2 separate regions of the Zea mays genome follow, and region 2 is linked to region 1. A link is a contact called in public Hi-C data. All regions are on one chromosome and are shown on one strand. The core of a region is the stretch at or near the end of the contact, and the rest is flanking DNA. Distances in the headings are between cores, read along the strand shown.

Region 1 (7,904 bases), core at 2,708-5,207:
ATTCTAACTCATATCATCGTAGTACACTAAGTTTTGGACTGCGCATATACTATTTCTAGCCGTGGCTAATGGCACTCAATTCGTCCTGTCTACACTCTACATGTATTGTAACCTCTCAAGTTGGGGTCGAGGTTTTCCATTTTTTATAATTTGATGTATGAAACATATATGCATGCTGCTGTTTGACTAAAATTGTGTATGCTCCCTTTTCAGTGATGACAAAAATAATTAGGTGTTGGTGTACGAACGTGGATCTTTTGCCTCCACAGTTGTAGCTATGTGTAATTCAGGGTTATCGTCTATTTCTACTCTTCTCAAGTTCTTGTATATGTTAGCTGGATGGGGGAGATGTGGTACATACTTTTGTCCGTAAGAAGCTAACGATTTGCCTACACAAACCTGCCAAGGTACATGTCTTTTATCTCATATCAAAATAGTTATGGACTGATGCCCACTACTATTTCATTCTCTTTTTTTACAAAAGATGTTTTAGAATGCCCACTGCTGTTTCATTCTCTTTTTTACAAAAGATGTTGTCCAACTGTATCAGTATTTTATCAGTATTTTGTATAGTTTTTTACTCTGTGTGTTCTTTTTGGTAATATTGTCCAACTGTGTTTCAGGTTAACTTTGATCATGATGCTACGCTTATCACGCTTTTGATAGACTGTCGACCAACGTGAATGCATCTCACTTAGAATCGTGCCTGTTACCTTTCCTCCCCCGATGTTCATCCTTAGCGACTTGTACTATGTAGTGGCAGAAGAAAAACCTACTCTTTTGTATATATCAACTGCCCGTTGCTAAACCTTTTGCTACATCGCACGGCTGCAAACTGTGTTCTACTTATTTGTATGGCTAAAGTCTTTTGCCAACCAAGAAATGCATTTTATTCCGTGACTCACTTATATATTTTCTTTGCAGTGTTTCTGTTCTTGTGCTAGATATTTATTTTATAGAGTACCTCTGGTTGACAAGTGCCAGTCAATGCCTTCCTGTTTTCTGATTGGTACACATTAGGTTTCTAATCAGTCATAATCTCTATTCACATGAAATGGAAATGTCGATCTAGCACAGCTCAGGCAAGAAGAAGACAATGTTTCTGTTTCTGGGCAGTGCACATTCCTGAATCCTGATGCTTCTGTATGGCGCCCGATAGGGCGCTGCTGGTTCTAGTTCGTTGAAAGGCCGCTGGCTCAAATGAAGTGGCCCTTGGACACCCTCAAGTGGTAAACTGCAGCCACGGGCCGTGCGCATGGATATGCAGAAGCAGAAATGCACTGTGCGGTCCATCCTCAGTAGCCAGTCCTCACGTAAGCCAAATAGCTGGAAACCTGAGGAACCTGTCAAGAACCTGGTAGAAGCCGATGACGAGCTCCTGTGATCATATCATATCATATCACATGAAACTCGTCCTTTTCTTTTTTCTAGTTAGAACGAGAAAGCTGATGCTGTGTCCCCCACCCACCCACCCCACGGGTACCTGTCCGCCTTCCTGAAGTCAGTAGTAGGCTGCATTACTCACCACTTCCTTCTTGTCCCAAACAGAGCCGCGTGCATGTTTCATGCCTCGTTAACTCTCTGCAGAAGTCGTCAGACGAGCCCGCTGATACTCTCTCTATACGCGCACCGGGAGTGATCGAGTAAAATCTGTGCGGTGCTTGCCTTGCTTCCATCAGCATGCAGGTGACCGAGCGGCGCTGACGCTGACACCGGCAAAAGGAAATTCGCGGCACCAAATCGGAGGTGGCCGGCCGGGCACGCGCACGCCGTGACTCGCTCGCTGCTTTCCTGGGCGCTTGCGTGCGGCGACGGCGACGCCTTGGCCGCACGCACGCGGACGCTTGCCTTGGCCGCGCCGGCCAGTGCCACGAGTCACCCCATCTCCGGCTCCGGGGGAAAATCTCGAGTGCTTTTCGGCCCGGCTTCTGTCTGTCGCTGCTTTGCCCTGTCCGGCCCTTGACAGCAGCGGCTGGTAACTGGCGTACGCCTCACCTGAGCTGAGGAGGAGCCGACGTACGTACAGTACAGGTACAGGCGTACAGCGGCTCTGTTTTTTTTCAGTCCGTTTCGGAAACAACGTATCGGCCTAACCATCTGGACTTTTGTACACCTGTTCAGTTCACTACACATCATACTGCGCCAAACAAGCCATGGCGTGTGCCTTAAGATAACATAACAATCAGCTGATCAGGTCATTAGGAATCAGGATGGATCGCTTCACGCGAGAGAACGAATTGAAGTGCGCCGGAGAGGACCGAGTATGATGGTGACTGGTGCGAGTTGCATATATACTGTACTGTACTTGGTAAGAACTTCCCGAGGTGGACAGACTAATTAATGTCACTATGAGCTTGCTACGCTGGTACTAGATGAGAATTAATTAAGTGTCGGCCAATTCTGCCCCAAAATGACGAGTCGTCGCCATCATTCTGCCGTCCCGATCAGGCGTTACTGTTACTGGGAGTCCGGATGGGTTTGTTCAATTCGTGATGATGGCTACTATACCTCTGAACGAGTGAAACAAGAAAGAAACGTCGTGGTGGCTACGCCATCTGATGGAGACACGAACGCGCCTACCATCGTCGTTTGCACACATAGCAAGGGTTACAGTGACAGTAGCCCACAACGCTTATCTCTTTTTTCTGATAGTAGAGTTTTAGGTGGGCTAATATCCTCAGTCTTTTTAAATAAACAAAGCCAGAGCCCAGATACAGGAAACCGCTTACAGCTGTCAAAGCATCGCTTAACCGAGATTCTCCATTCTAGCCGCCCGCCCAATAGAAAGAGATAGATCCTCTTCCAATCACTCAAACAGAACAAAGGGAACTTGACATCTTGCTACATGAAAGGTACGACTCGCGCGCAGGTTCAGAGGCCTGTGGCTGAAGCCTGGATCTTGGCTCCATGACATTATAGTATCGTAATTAACATGTTTTAACCCTAATTAAGCTCCATGACATTATAACGATATGTATTACGATACTATAAATATTATATGATATTTAAAAAAAATGGGAAATGATAAATATGTATTAATTATCTAAGTTCTAGTGTATAGGGCATTATGGGGAGTTGTACAGTGAAGAATTGTTAGAGACGAATTATATGTAAGGTGAGAATTTTTTAGGGGAGGAAGTAAAATATATTAAAAATTACAAATAAGGGATAAGTATAGGGAAAATTGTTGGAGAGGGGCTCACACCTCAATGGGATGATGACGTGAAAAATATGCGCTCACATTCTCCGTACCCTAAATTCACATTTTTGTCTCTCCTCTGCTGGTCTATTTGCATTCGCACACGATGATAGGCTGGAGATAGACTACGACTACTAATCTAACGACTTTCTCTGCATGGTTCTCTAACCTAAATATAGAGAAGGTTTTCTTATTTATAGTCTCTAACGGGATTCTCTACAACCTCCTTTGACGCTTTTATTATTATTTTTATATATGGAGACTCTTTTGTCTATGTCTATTTTTATACTTTAGATAATGGATTATGCAAAACTTAAACATGTATAAGACATTCCAAGATATAGTAAAAACATGCATGCAAAAAATCTAAAACAAAATACGCCACTAATATGAGTTTCTGATGTATAGAGAAGATATGTTTGGTTTGTCTGTTCACTTTCTCGACTCTGTTGTGTCAACCATTTCTAATGCTAGCAACCCAGCTGCTGGCAAGGTTAGCCTTGCCGAGCTAGAGCAAAGCGAGCTGGATGGGGAGGGGGGGACCAAACGCCGCCGGCCACATGGCAAGCCGCCCGGCAGCTAATCGACCACAGTGCACAGGCAGCAGTCAGGACGGAGCAGCGAGGCTGGGCGTACAGCCCAGGACGGCACGCCCGCAATTCCTCGTGCCCCTGACCTCCTCTCCTCCCCCCCTGCTACGGATTCCAAAACGGATATAAAATGCGCGTGTATTATCTAGTCCAGTCCAACCGACCCGGCATCGTCTCGCGAGCCGCGACTCGTCTCGTCATTTCCATCGAACGCCCAGATCCCACATTCCCACCTAGCTCTGCGCGATCCATCCCGGCCGCCACGCCAAGGAGGCCCTCGCCTGACCTCGGATCAAAGCCTCCTCCATCCGCCTTCATCCCGGCCGGTGGTTCGGGCCGTCACGGGAGGGGTCCATCACTGGTTACTCGGTGGAGAGCTCGGGGCTCGGCTCCCATCTCACGATTCTCACCCCACACGCGCACCGGGTCACCTCGATTCGGCAGCCTCGCGGTGAGTTGAGTTCTTCGCTTGTCGGGCCAGTCCGCCTCTCGCTTGGCGCGGTTATGGATTCGCGGGTGGCGTGGCGTCGTCCGCGATCGCTCTAGCTCGCATTGAGCGATTCGCGAGTTGCGACTCCTTGTTTTGTTTGCTCTCTGTTTTTTTTTATGTCGATGGTGATATGTGGCGGCGGGATTCTGAGCTCGGTTGCTTCTAACCTTCCGCGGAGTGGTTTAGCTAATCGGTTTTGAAGCTGTTGATATGGATGTGCCGTGTGCGTGACGAATCGAATGGGCCGCAGCAGGATTCCTACGCAGCTCGGCAGCAGGGGGAATTGGATCCTGCGACCATGCGAATTTGGAACCCTGGAGCAGTGGAGTGCTAGGAGGTCTCGGTGTCGTCATTTTTTTCTAGGGGCGTAGGAGTCGACTTGGTTGGAATCTAGTTAGTCATAATTTCTCTTTCTGATTTCATTGGTCTGTCCATGCGTCTGTTTTCGTCAAACAAGAAGTTTGTTATTGCCAAGCATCCCGCTATGGAGGAAGCTGCCTGCCGTATTGTGTTACGCGAATCCGGTGAGCTGGGCTCTGCGCGTTCCTCTTGACGCCCTTTGCGCGAACGACGAGCTTTCTTCCAGCTCGGTTGCCCCTGAACAACCAACGCCAAAAGCAGCTCCAGAATTTTCCTGATGTCGTCTCTATATTTTTGCCTTCTAAGTCATGCTTAATGGCAGAGTCCTTGTTGCGTGGGTCACTGCCTCACTGGGTTCTGAGGCAAGGAAAAGAAGGCTTCAGTAGTCAGGTCTGGGTCAAGCCATGATGGAGAGATCGCTGCTGGAGGTGCTGGCCACGGCGGCGCAAGGAGGGACCGAGGGGACGTCAGTGCTGAGCATGCTCAAGTACGCCGTGCTGCCCATCGCCAAGGTGTTCACTGTCTGCTTCATGGGGTTCCTTATGGCCTCCAAGTACGTCAACATTCTCCAGCCCAACGGCCGCAAGCTTCTCAATGGGGTGAGCTTTGTCTCTTGTAATAACTAATAAGTGCTAGCTAATGGAAGGTTGTGTAATGGACAATTGTTTTTCTATTGAGGAATTATTTTATTAAGTCAAGATGATTACCCATCTTGGATTTTGTTTAAAGTAGGAATATGTGAAGCAGTAGAGGAGTTGATTGTCTCATTTGTTTTCTCGCTGTATCAAATTAGATATAACATTTTCACTGTTTGTTGCAGCTTGTGTTTTCCCTTCTGCTTCCATGCCTTATATTTTCCCAATTGGGTAGAGCAATCACTATCGAGAAGATGATACAATGGTAAAGATAATTTTGATTGTTATCGTACTTCAGTTTTGTTATTATAAACCTAGTGTTATGCTTCATCCAAGCGTGCTATATTTGCTCTTGATTTTTTGATGTGTGAGTTATTGACCGAGATGTTGTTTTCAGCTAATCATCTATTTGTATATGCTGCTGACCCTCTATAAGTAATACATCCTACAAATATTATATTACTGACCACACTTGATTGGTGTGCTATTGTTTATCTTTCTATTTGGATCAATCTTTGAGTAATTAGGTTCCATATGGAACAAATTAGTTTTAGAAGCTCTAGCTTTCTACAAAAGGACAAAGAAAAGACTACCTGAAGGTGAAGAAAATCAGCGCTCAAGCATTAATTTGGTTCCAGTTGAATTTATGGATCAATATGGGATTGACTTCAGATTCCAGGATTAATTTAGTAGCACTACTTTATGTTTAACTTTTTGAATACTGCAGTAAAGATTGGAGACACTATTCCAAGTAGTTTGTTTCCATATGATATAGTAACCTATATTTTTTTCTTACTGGCAATTTATATCTTGTTGAAAATGATAGAAATTTATGTAATGGACTATTCACTATTCTGTCCTATATTTTGACATACCCCTGGATTCTTTCCCCCTTCTGGTGTGTATATGTATAACAAGTGTCCACTTTTGTGCATAAGCTTCTTTAGGAGTGTGTGTCCTGGAAATTTTCCTTTGTCAAATAACTGTTCTGCACTTCTGTTCTGCTTTTACTTTTTTATATCATCTATACTTGCATGTTTGCAGGTGGTATATTCCAGTAAATATTGTTGTTGGCGCAGTATCGGGCTCTTTGATTGGATTTGTTGTGGCATCTATCATCAGACCTCCATATCCATACTTCAAGTTCACTGTTATCCATATAGGAATAGGTACCACTTTTCTGTTTTGAAAATAAGTTTTATTTTTATCTATCATTTGTTTATCCAATACCAATCCAGGTTCTTTTTTTGCAGGAAATATTGGAAATATACCTCTGGTCCTCATTGCAGCGTTATGTCGTGATCCTTCTAACCCATTTGGCGACTCTGATAAATGCAATCAAGATGGGAATGCATATATCTCATTTGGCCAATGGGTACGCCATACTTTTCTCTTTTCTCGGCTTGTACATGCTCATTTTTACTCATGTCAGCATAGTGACCTTGTTGTTTAAAGATTGCCACTTATCACCTAGACTATGCATACAATTAGCTGTTGAGGTTATTCACTCGGTGAGTCCTCTATATGTTGCAGGTTGGTGCAATTATTGTTTACACATATGTATTCAAAATGCTTGCTCCACCACCAGGACAGACCTTTGATGGTTCTGAAGAGGATGGAATCCCAATCAAGGCATCTGGAGAGAATACAGTGCCCCAAGTAGGAAAATATCCTATGAACACTAACAGTAGTACTGTACCAGAGAATGAACCTTTGTTATCTGCTGGGGAAGTTCAAAAGGAGCGTGCCACTTCTGTAGGAACAAAGGTAAGAAATTCTAATAGTGGAGCTGATTTCGAATATCCATTTGGTGCGTTTACTTCCCACTGCAAAACTAAATGATTTTGTTGTTTTATGCAGATAATGGGCTATGTTAAATGTGTGGTTAAGTTTCTGAAAGACAAGCAGCTTCTCCAGCCACCAATTATTGCATCTGTATGTATTGCTGCTGTAGTGTTCTACTAGCATTTTTTAAACCAATTTCTTTGAGTAATTATTTATATACTAACTCTACGTCTTTTTTTCTTTTGGCCATTGTTTAACACAGGCTTTTGCAATTGCAATCGGTGTTATCCCATTCTTGAAGAATTTTGTACTTACGGATGATGCTCCTCTGTTCTTTTTCACAGACAGCTGCCTCATTCTTGGGTATCTACATGTTTCATTTCTATTTTGTTTTTGCGAAAACATCTCTCTTGCCAATAAAGTTATCAAACTGAGATGAATGTATCTATCACCTAATTCTGTGGCATACTTTTCAGAGAAGCTATGATCCCATGCATTTTACTTGCTGTTGGGGGCAATCTTGTCGATGGTAAGTAGCTATTTTAGTTAAAACTTTGGAGAATTGCATGGGGTGCGATAATCCTTAGAATGACCATCTTTATTGGTTTAGAGATATTTCTAATGTTTTTGCCTTTACCCATGTTTTTTTATGGAATCAGGCCCTGGTGAAGGAAGTAAGAGGCTTGGCGTGCGTACCACTGTTGCTATAATTTTTGCACGGTTGGTCTTGGTCCCTCTTGCTGGGGTTGGCATTACCATGTTAGTTGATAAACTTGGTTTCATTCCCGAAGGTGATAGAATGTTCAAGTTTGTCCTGCTACTGCAGCATTCTATGCCCACATCAG
Region 2 (7,904 bases), core at 2,181-4,680, 280 kb before region 1:
TATACAACAGAATTGACACAGTTATGTATACTAACTAGCTCAGCATGCCAAACCAACATCCAATTTTCAAATCCTATTTAAATACCCTTCCTTTCAGAGCTTACAAAATTATAACGGAAAATGTGTCTAACTACGAAAATATAGTGATCAAATGCATGTAAGCAGTAATAAAGCATAGAAAAGATCAAAAGTACTGTAGTTTGATAAAAACTTAACTGACTATTTACCTCATGCATATTCAATTTTTAGCTTCATGGGGAATCGCTAAAAAAGATAGTGGAGGTGCTCCACAGCTGAAAGGAGCAAGGTTCTTTTCTTTTGATGAACTGAAGAATTGCACCAACAATTTTGCAGAGAACAATGAAATAGGATCAGGAGGTTATGGAAAGGTAAATAGTTATGCATACAAAATTGATATAGAATAAAACATTATCCCAGCCTGACAGCCTCTGCATTATCGGAGTTCCTTTTAAGGAGTTTTACATGGACAGCTAATGTAGTGATTCATCTTCACATGTGAAAGGTTTACAAGGCAATACTGGTAGGTGGAACAAATGTGGCCATAAAACGAGCAGAGTATGGATCAAAGCAAGGCGCAGTAGAGTTCAAAAATGAGATTGAGTTGCTATCCAGAGTCCACCACAAGAACCTGGTAAGTCTGATAGGATTTTGCTATGAACAAGGAGAGCAGATGCTGGTCTATGAATACGTCTCAAATGGGACATTAAGACATAACTTACAAGGTATGTACATAAAACCTAGTAACAAATCCTAAAGTGTTACATTCTTCCCTGTCCCTTTTCCTATTATATAAGAAATATATTTGTGTTGTAGCTAGAGGAATTTACCTGGATTGGAAGAAGAGGCTCAGGATTGCTCTAGGATCAGCAAGAGGACTAGCATATCTTCATGAGCTCGCCGATCCACCTATTATACACAGAGATGTCAAGTCCACAAATATTCTTTTGGATGGAAACTTTAAACCAAAAGTTGCTGATTTTGGTCTGTCAAAGTTAGTTGCAGACACTGAAAAAGGCCATATTTCCACTCAAGTAAAAGGAACATTGGTAGGTTCTTTGGTCACAGTACCTCATCAATTATCATAAATCCTTTGGTTAAGTGACTCTTGTCCTTGACGGTCAATTTCATGTCATAGGGCTATTTGGACCCAGAGTACTACATGACACAACAGCTCTCAGAGAAGAGCGACGTGTACAGCTTCGGTGTTGTCATGCTAGAGATACTGAGTGGCAGGCTACCTATATCAAAGGGAAGGTATATCGTCCGGGAATTCAGGATGGCCATAAACCCCAATGACCACAACTACTACGGCCTGCAAGGCATCGTGGACCCAGCCATCCACGATGCCGCACATACTGCAGGGTTCAGGAGGTTCGTGCAGCTGGCCATGGAGTGTGTGGACGAATCAGCCTCACGGCGGCCCACCATGAACTCTGTGGTGAAGGAGATCGAGGCGATGCTGCACAGCGAGGGGCTGAGCTCAGGCAGCTCATCCACAGTGGAGTTTGAGCACGTGGGGACCGCATCCACCTCGCACCTGTACAGTGGACAGGTTGCCACGGCACGCTCGAACAGCAGCAGCAGCACAGCAGAAGAACCACCCCGCCCAGAGCTTAAACACAGCGAACCGTAGGGGGACTGGTCAGTTTGCTGCGTTTTCCTTTCCCTGGTCATTCGGTTGTGTTGTATCACACGCTAGTTTACCTGATACTGTATTGTGCAAAATTTTCCCAAGGATCGCGATTCGCGAGCTGCTATTACACAGAAATTTCCACAACCATAATCAGATTAACATGCCAAATATGTACGTGAAATCGTCTCTGGCGGAATTGTTATTTAGTATAGCATCCGCAAACGAATCGATCGACGCCTCTGAAACCCCTAGCATTTACTAGTACGGAGTAGTTAGCTGAACGCAGAACCCAATCAACAATCATCGTGGGGGCCGGGGCGCTCGAACTCAAAACCGCTGGCAAATTAGGGCGGGGAGGGGGTTTAATTAGCGCGAGACGGAGAGGTAGAGGAAATGCAGGCAGACCTCCAGTGTGGTCCTCGAGGACGTGGCCGGCGGTGCTGCAGAGGAGCCGAGAGGGAGAGGGAGAGGGAGAGGAAATGCAGGTTGCAGGTAGACCTAAGTGTGCTCCTCGGGTCGGCGGTGGTGCAGAGAAGCCGTGAGCCGTTACCCACACGCTCGCTCGCGCTTCTGCTGGTTCGCCTCCCGTCCTATCCCGACAGCCCTCGAAGACGGTGTTGCCGCCGTGGCTTCCCCAGTCGGCCACTCCCAATTCCCCAACGCCGACGGCCCGGGCTCCGGCTTCCTTCCCAGTTCCCTCCCCGACCAGCGATGCGGGTTGTATGGGCCGGGCTGCCTCTGTAGAGTAAATGAGTAATTGTGTTTCTGTCGTCATCATCCCGTTCCTCTAATAAACAGGCCGAAACTTTCTATTCTCAATGCTGGATGCAAAGCGAGCAGGCCGAGCCGGCGGCCCGCGAACGTGTCGTTTCACTCCACGGTCTCGGGCCCTCGGCCAGACCCAGACTTTTTACAGACACCACGCGCCCAAAAACACGAGTGAGTACTACACTACTACAGACGCCCTACCGCATCGACGCATGCATGGTGCATGTCATGCAAGAACGGGTCAAGAATAGATAGAAAGGGCGGTGGCAGCCAGATCGGCGGTGGCTGAGCGAACGGCCGCGCGGAGAAGACGGGACGGGCATTTGCCAATTGCCATTGTGGGCAAACCACCGCGCCACGGACAGCGCGCGGACCGCTCCTTCCAATGGGCGACAGGCCCCATATAAGCCGTGGCCTCCCGGCTGCCTGTCCCCACTCGTTGAGCCCGCCCCCCGCCACCGGCCGGATCGACAGCATCCATCTGACCGTCTGCGCGCGGCGGCTCTCACACCGAACACACGCAGGGCGCGCATAGGCGAGGCGAGGGCCCCCGCGAGGGATGGTGTGGTCGGCTGGGATGGCAATGCGAGGCGCCTCCGCCGCGCTGCTCGTGCTGGCGCTCGTCGCCACCGTGGCGCGCGCGGAGGACCCCTACCACTTCTTCGAGTGGAAGGTGACGTACGGGACGAAGACCATCATGGGGACGCCGCAGAAGGTGATCCTCATCAACGACATGTTCCCCGGCCCTACCATCAACTGCACATCCAACAACAACATCGTCATCAATGTCTTCAACATGCTCGACCAGCCGCTCCTCTTCACCTGGTAATAACCTTACCTTAATTATAAATGCCGATGGAGGTGCTGCATGCCTACGTCTACGTGTATACATATTACATGCATGTGCTGCACGTACTCAGGCACGGGATCCAGCAGAGGAAGAACTCATGGCAGGACGGCATGCTGGGCACCATGTGCCCAATCCAGCCCAACACCAACTTCACGTACCACTGGCAGCCCAAGGACCAGATCGGCAGCTTCTTCTATTACCCCAGCACCGGCATGCAGCGGGCGGCGGGCGCCTACGGGCTCATCAGCGTCCACAGCCGTGACCTGATCCCGGTCCCCTTCGACACGCCGGCCGACGACTTCCCGGTCCTCGTCGGCGACTGGTACACCAAGGACCACACCGTCCTGGCCAAGAACCTGGACGCCGGCAAGGGGATCGGGCGGCCCGCGGGGCTCGTGATCAACGGCAAGAACGAGAAGGACGCGTCGAACCCGCCCATGTACAACGTGGAGGCCGGCAAGACGTACCGCTTCCGCGTCTGCAACGTGGGCATCAAGGCGTCCTTCAACATCCGCATCCAGAACCACATCATGAAGCTGGTGGAGATGGAGGGCTCCCACACCATGCAGAACGACTACGACTCGCTGGACCTCCACATCGGCCAGTGCCTGTCGTTCCTCGTCACCGCCGACCAGAAGCCCGGCGACTACCTGCTGGCGGTGTCCACCCGGTTCATCAAGGAGGTGAACAGCATCACGGCCGTGATCCGCTACAAGGGCTCCAACGCCCCGCCGCCGGCCAAGGTGCCGGAGAGCCCCAGCGGATGGGCGTGGTCCATCAACCAGTGCAGGTCCTTCCGCTGGAACCTGACGGCGAGCGCGGCGCGGCCCAACCCGCAGGGGTCGTACCACTACGGCCAGATCAACATCACCCGCACCATCAAGCTCGCCATGGGCCGCGGCAAGGTGGACGGCAAGGAGCGGTTCGGCTTCAACGGCGTGTCGCACGTCGACCCCGAGACCCCCGTCAAGCTCGCCGAGTACTTCAACACCACCGACGGGGTGTTCCAGTACGACATCATCGGCGACGTGCCGCCCTCCAAGTCCGCGCCCACCAAGATGGCCCCCAACGTCATCCGCGCCGAGTTCCGCACCTTCATCGAGGTGGTCTTCGAGAACCCCGAGAAGAGCATCGACACCATCCACATCGACGGCTACGCCTTCTTCGCCGTCGGGTAATTAAACGACTGGCTGACTGAATGAATCTAGCTACTAGCTAGTGCTCTGCCTGACGATCTATACGCTACGTACTGTGCAGCATGGGCCCGGGCAAATGGACGCCAGCGTCCCGGAGCACGTACAACCTCCTGGACACGGTGAGCCGGCACACGATCCAGGTGTACCCTAGGTCGTGGACGGCGGTGATGATGACGTTCGACAACGCGGGCATGTGGAGCATCCGGTCCAACATCTGGGAGAGGCAGTACCTCGGCGAGCAGCTGTACGTGAGCGTCATCTCGCCGGAGCGGTCGCTCAGGGACGAGTACAACATGCCGGAGACTAGCCTCCGCTGCGGCAAGGTCGTCGGACTGCCAATGCCGCCGTCCTACCTCTCCGTCTAGAGCATGCACGCATCTCGCTCGGTTTCCCCTTCCTTCCATCACGTGCGCACGGTGCTGTATACACAATTTAAAGGAGCGTGAGGGCAGCGGCTTCTCTCGTTTCCTTCTTCTCTAGCTTTGTCCCCCTAGCTCGTTTGTTCTCTCGTCGTCCCGTCGTCCGGTTCATTTCCGCTTCCGAGGAATAATAATCAACCAAAGGGGCGGGCGACCAGGGAAATTAAGAGGCGATGGTCAGCTGCAAATGCATTCATGCGTAAACACATCGAGACGCCGTCTCGAACCATTGTAGGAGTTAAGTATATGATGATATATAATCCTGTCTATCTAATAAGTCCCTCAGCCAAAAATTGTTCTTTATATTTATGTATATGTACATGCATGTCTCCTGATTCAACTTTGATGTTTATTGTCTCTTTCGCTTTCGTACTGAACTTATCCGTGTAACTTGGTATTGGTATATGGATCAATAGATTGTTATTCACTATATACTATGGCTTCCAGCTGCTGATAAAAAAAACAGAGAGCATCTGTGATATATATATATATATATATATATATATATATATATATATATATATATATATATATATATATATATATATATATATAGATTGTATATTAGGAGCCCTGGGCTTCTTTTAGTTATTGGAAGCCCAGGCCAGACAGTGCAATCCGGTCGAGCCGGACCAGGTCCAGACGTCTATAAAAGAAAATCCGTAGTGCTAGGGATCAGTTTTTACGCCCCATCTCGATTCATTATCGACGGTTGCTAGGCCGGCGGTGGCGGCGGTTCCCAGGCCGACGGTGGCGGCCGCCGATCCAGAGGGCGAGCGGCGGCGGCAACGCCCTTATGCGGTGGCGACGGTTTCCAGGCCGGCGGTGGCGGCCCCCGATCCAGAGGGCGAGCGGCGGCAGCGCCCTTGTGCGGTGGCGGCGATTCCCAGGCCGGTGGCCGCAACTCCATTACCTCGACGCGCGGTGGCGGAAGTTCCTCGATCCGCAGCGAGGCCCTTGTGCAGGCAAGCGGCGGCGTCCCCGAAGCCCCGAGGAGGCGGCACTTCCAAGGCCGGCGAGCAAGCGACGCCCGTCGACGTGCGAGTAGCGACGGCGACGCATGAGGCGCGATGTTCGAGCGAGCGACGTCACGGAAGGGGCGAGATGCGCGCAGCGATGATCGCGCGTGACATCCTCTGATCCGGCGCATTTTTCTTTTCGTTTATTATGTTTTATGCCTACCACATGTATTATTTACGCTAAAAACTGTATGTTTTTATGCTTTAACACAGAGTTCGTATATCAGTTTACTGCATGCACATTTGAAAGGCAATTTCTTGATTTATGTTGTTCTTAATTTGCGCGCATGCAATGGAAACTCCCACGATTTTGCCATAATTTTTGGATCTGTGATAAAAATAGAAACCGCATGCATGTGGCTGCCATGTTTTTCGTATCTGTCATAAAAATAGGATCGTAATAACAACCTACTAAAGCTATCAACCTCTAATTGACTCGGTATTTACGCTTATAATTGAGGGATTTTATGCTCAAAACTTAAGGTTTTTACGCTCCACCCGGAGATGCGTCCACCAGTGAACAACATGCCAGATTTTTTACGCAGTGTAAGGAATTGCATAAATACCTACACCGTGTAGTATAATTTGTTTCAGTATACATCATAAACTATTTCTAATGCGTTTAGTTGCATGGCTGTTGGAGGGATCCTATATTTAAGAAGGAAATAAAACATTAAATGTGATTTTTTGTTTCTATGCATGCAATTCATTTCCTTTCATTGCATATTTTTCCATCATAAATTCGTGTGCATGCAATCTGTAGCAGATTTTTACGCAGTATACCGAATTGCATAATTATCTACACAGTGTAGCATATTTAGTATCAGTATATAGCATAAAATGGTCATTACGAGTTTTAGTTGCATGTCTGTTTCAGCGATCCTAAATTTATGGAGGAAATAAAGCATTTAAAACAGAAACCGCCACACATATCTTTCCTAAATTTACGCGCATGCAAGGGAACGTGATTGACTCATGCATGCATTTTGCCATAATTTTAGGATCTGTATAACCGCATGCATGCGACTGCCATTTTTTTCGGATCTGCCATAAAAATAGGATCGTAATAACAACCTACTAGAGCTATCAACCTCTCACATTGGCTCGGTATATACGCTTATAATTGAGGGATTTTATGCTCAAAACTTAATGTTATTACGCTCCAACCCGGAGGTGCGTCCACAAGTGAACAACATGCCAGATTTTTTACGCAGTGTAACGAATTGCATAAATACCTACACCATGTAGTATAATTTGTATCAGTATATATCATAAACTAGATTTAATGTGTTTTAGCTGCATGGCTGTTGGAGGGATCTTATATTTATGAAGGAAATAAAACATTAAATACGATTTTTTGTTTCTATGCGTGTAATTCATTTCCTTTCATTGCATATTATTTTTATCATAAATTCGTGTCATGCAGCTGGTAACAGACTTTTACGCAGTATATCGAATTGCATAATTATTAACACAGTGTAGCATATTTGGTCTCAGTATATATCATAAAATGGTCCTTACGCGTCTAGCTGCATGGCTGTTGCAGCGATCCTAAATTTATGGAGAAAATAAAGGATTTTAAAAACAGAAACTGCCGCACATATCTTTCCTAAATTTATGCGCATGCATTGGATCGTGTTTGAATCATGCATGCATTCCTTTTTTTGCGCTAACAGACTTGGGGCAGGTGGCGCACCCGACAGCCTGTTTGGGCGCGCTGGTTGAACCAGTCTGTAGGGGTGGTCGGCCTGGGCTTCCTTTAACTATTGGAAGCCCGGGGCTCCCGTTATACCTACTATATATATATATATATATATATATATATATATATATATATAGTTTATCTATTAGGAGCCCTGGGCTTTCTTTAATTAGAGAAAGCCCTAGCCACCTCGATCCAACCGGTTGACAATAGATCTACATATATCCTAGGCATATACTTTGTGGGCCCCACACACAACTAATCAATCGTGCGTTCCATTATTTGCGGCAGCATCG

Evidence for each region. Hi-C and Micro-C count contacts between places; a contact is called where the count stands out from the background.
Region 2: a Hi-C map of bundle sheath shows a contact between it and region 1, with 2.7 times the contacts expected there. The contact joins the promoter of LOC100194388 here to the promoter of LOC103651075 in region 1. A contact is called at or near these places in 4 of 25 Hi-C or Micro-C datasets (bundle sheath, leaf, root tip and 1 more).

The regions. Positions count from the first base shown.
Region 1 is chr3:190,843,485-190,851,388 of Zm-B73-REFERENCE-NAM-5.0, reverse strand. LOC103651075 reads left to right here and starts at 3,957. Exons shown (of 11, transcript NM_001326545.1): 1 at 3,957-4,240; 2 at 4,962-5,238; 3 at 5,460-5,539; 4 at 6,319-6,443; 5 at 6,528-6,649; 6 at 6,808-7,041; 7 at 7,135-7,209; 8 at 7,322-7,422; 9 at 7,536-7,588; 10 at 7,719-7,904. The coding sequence starts at 5,044.
Region 2 is chr3:191,125,687-191,133,590 of Zm-B73-REFERENCE-NAM-5.0, reverse strand. It overlaps LOC100194388, which reads left to right and starts at 3,430. Exons shown (of 2, transcript NM_001139419.1): 1 at 3,430-4,446; 2 at 4,530-5,225. The coding sequence starts at 3,485. The coding sequence ends at 4,833. LOC100193805 (a long non-coding RNA gene) reads right to left here and starts at 2,378. Exons shown (of 6, transcript XR_002268175.3): 1 at 2,060-2,378; 2 at 849-927; 3 at 1-326. It overlaps LOC103651078, which reads left to right. Exons shown (of 19, transcript XM_020550433.3): 16 at 250-389; 17 at 524-743; 18 at 835-1,067; 19 at 1,157-1,807. The coding sequence ends at 1,654.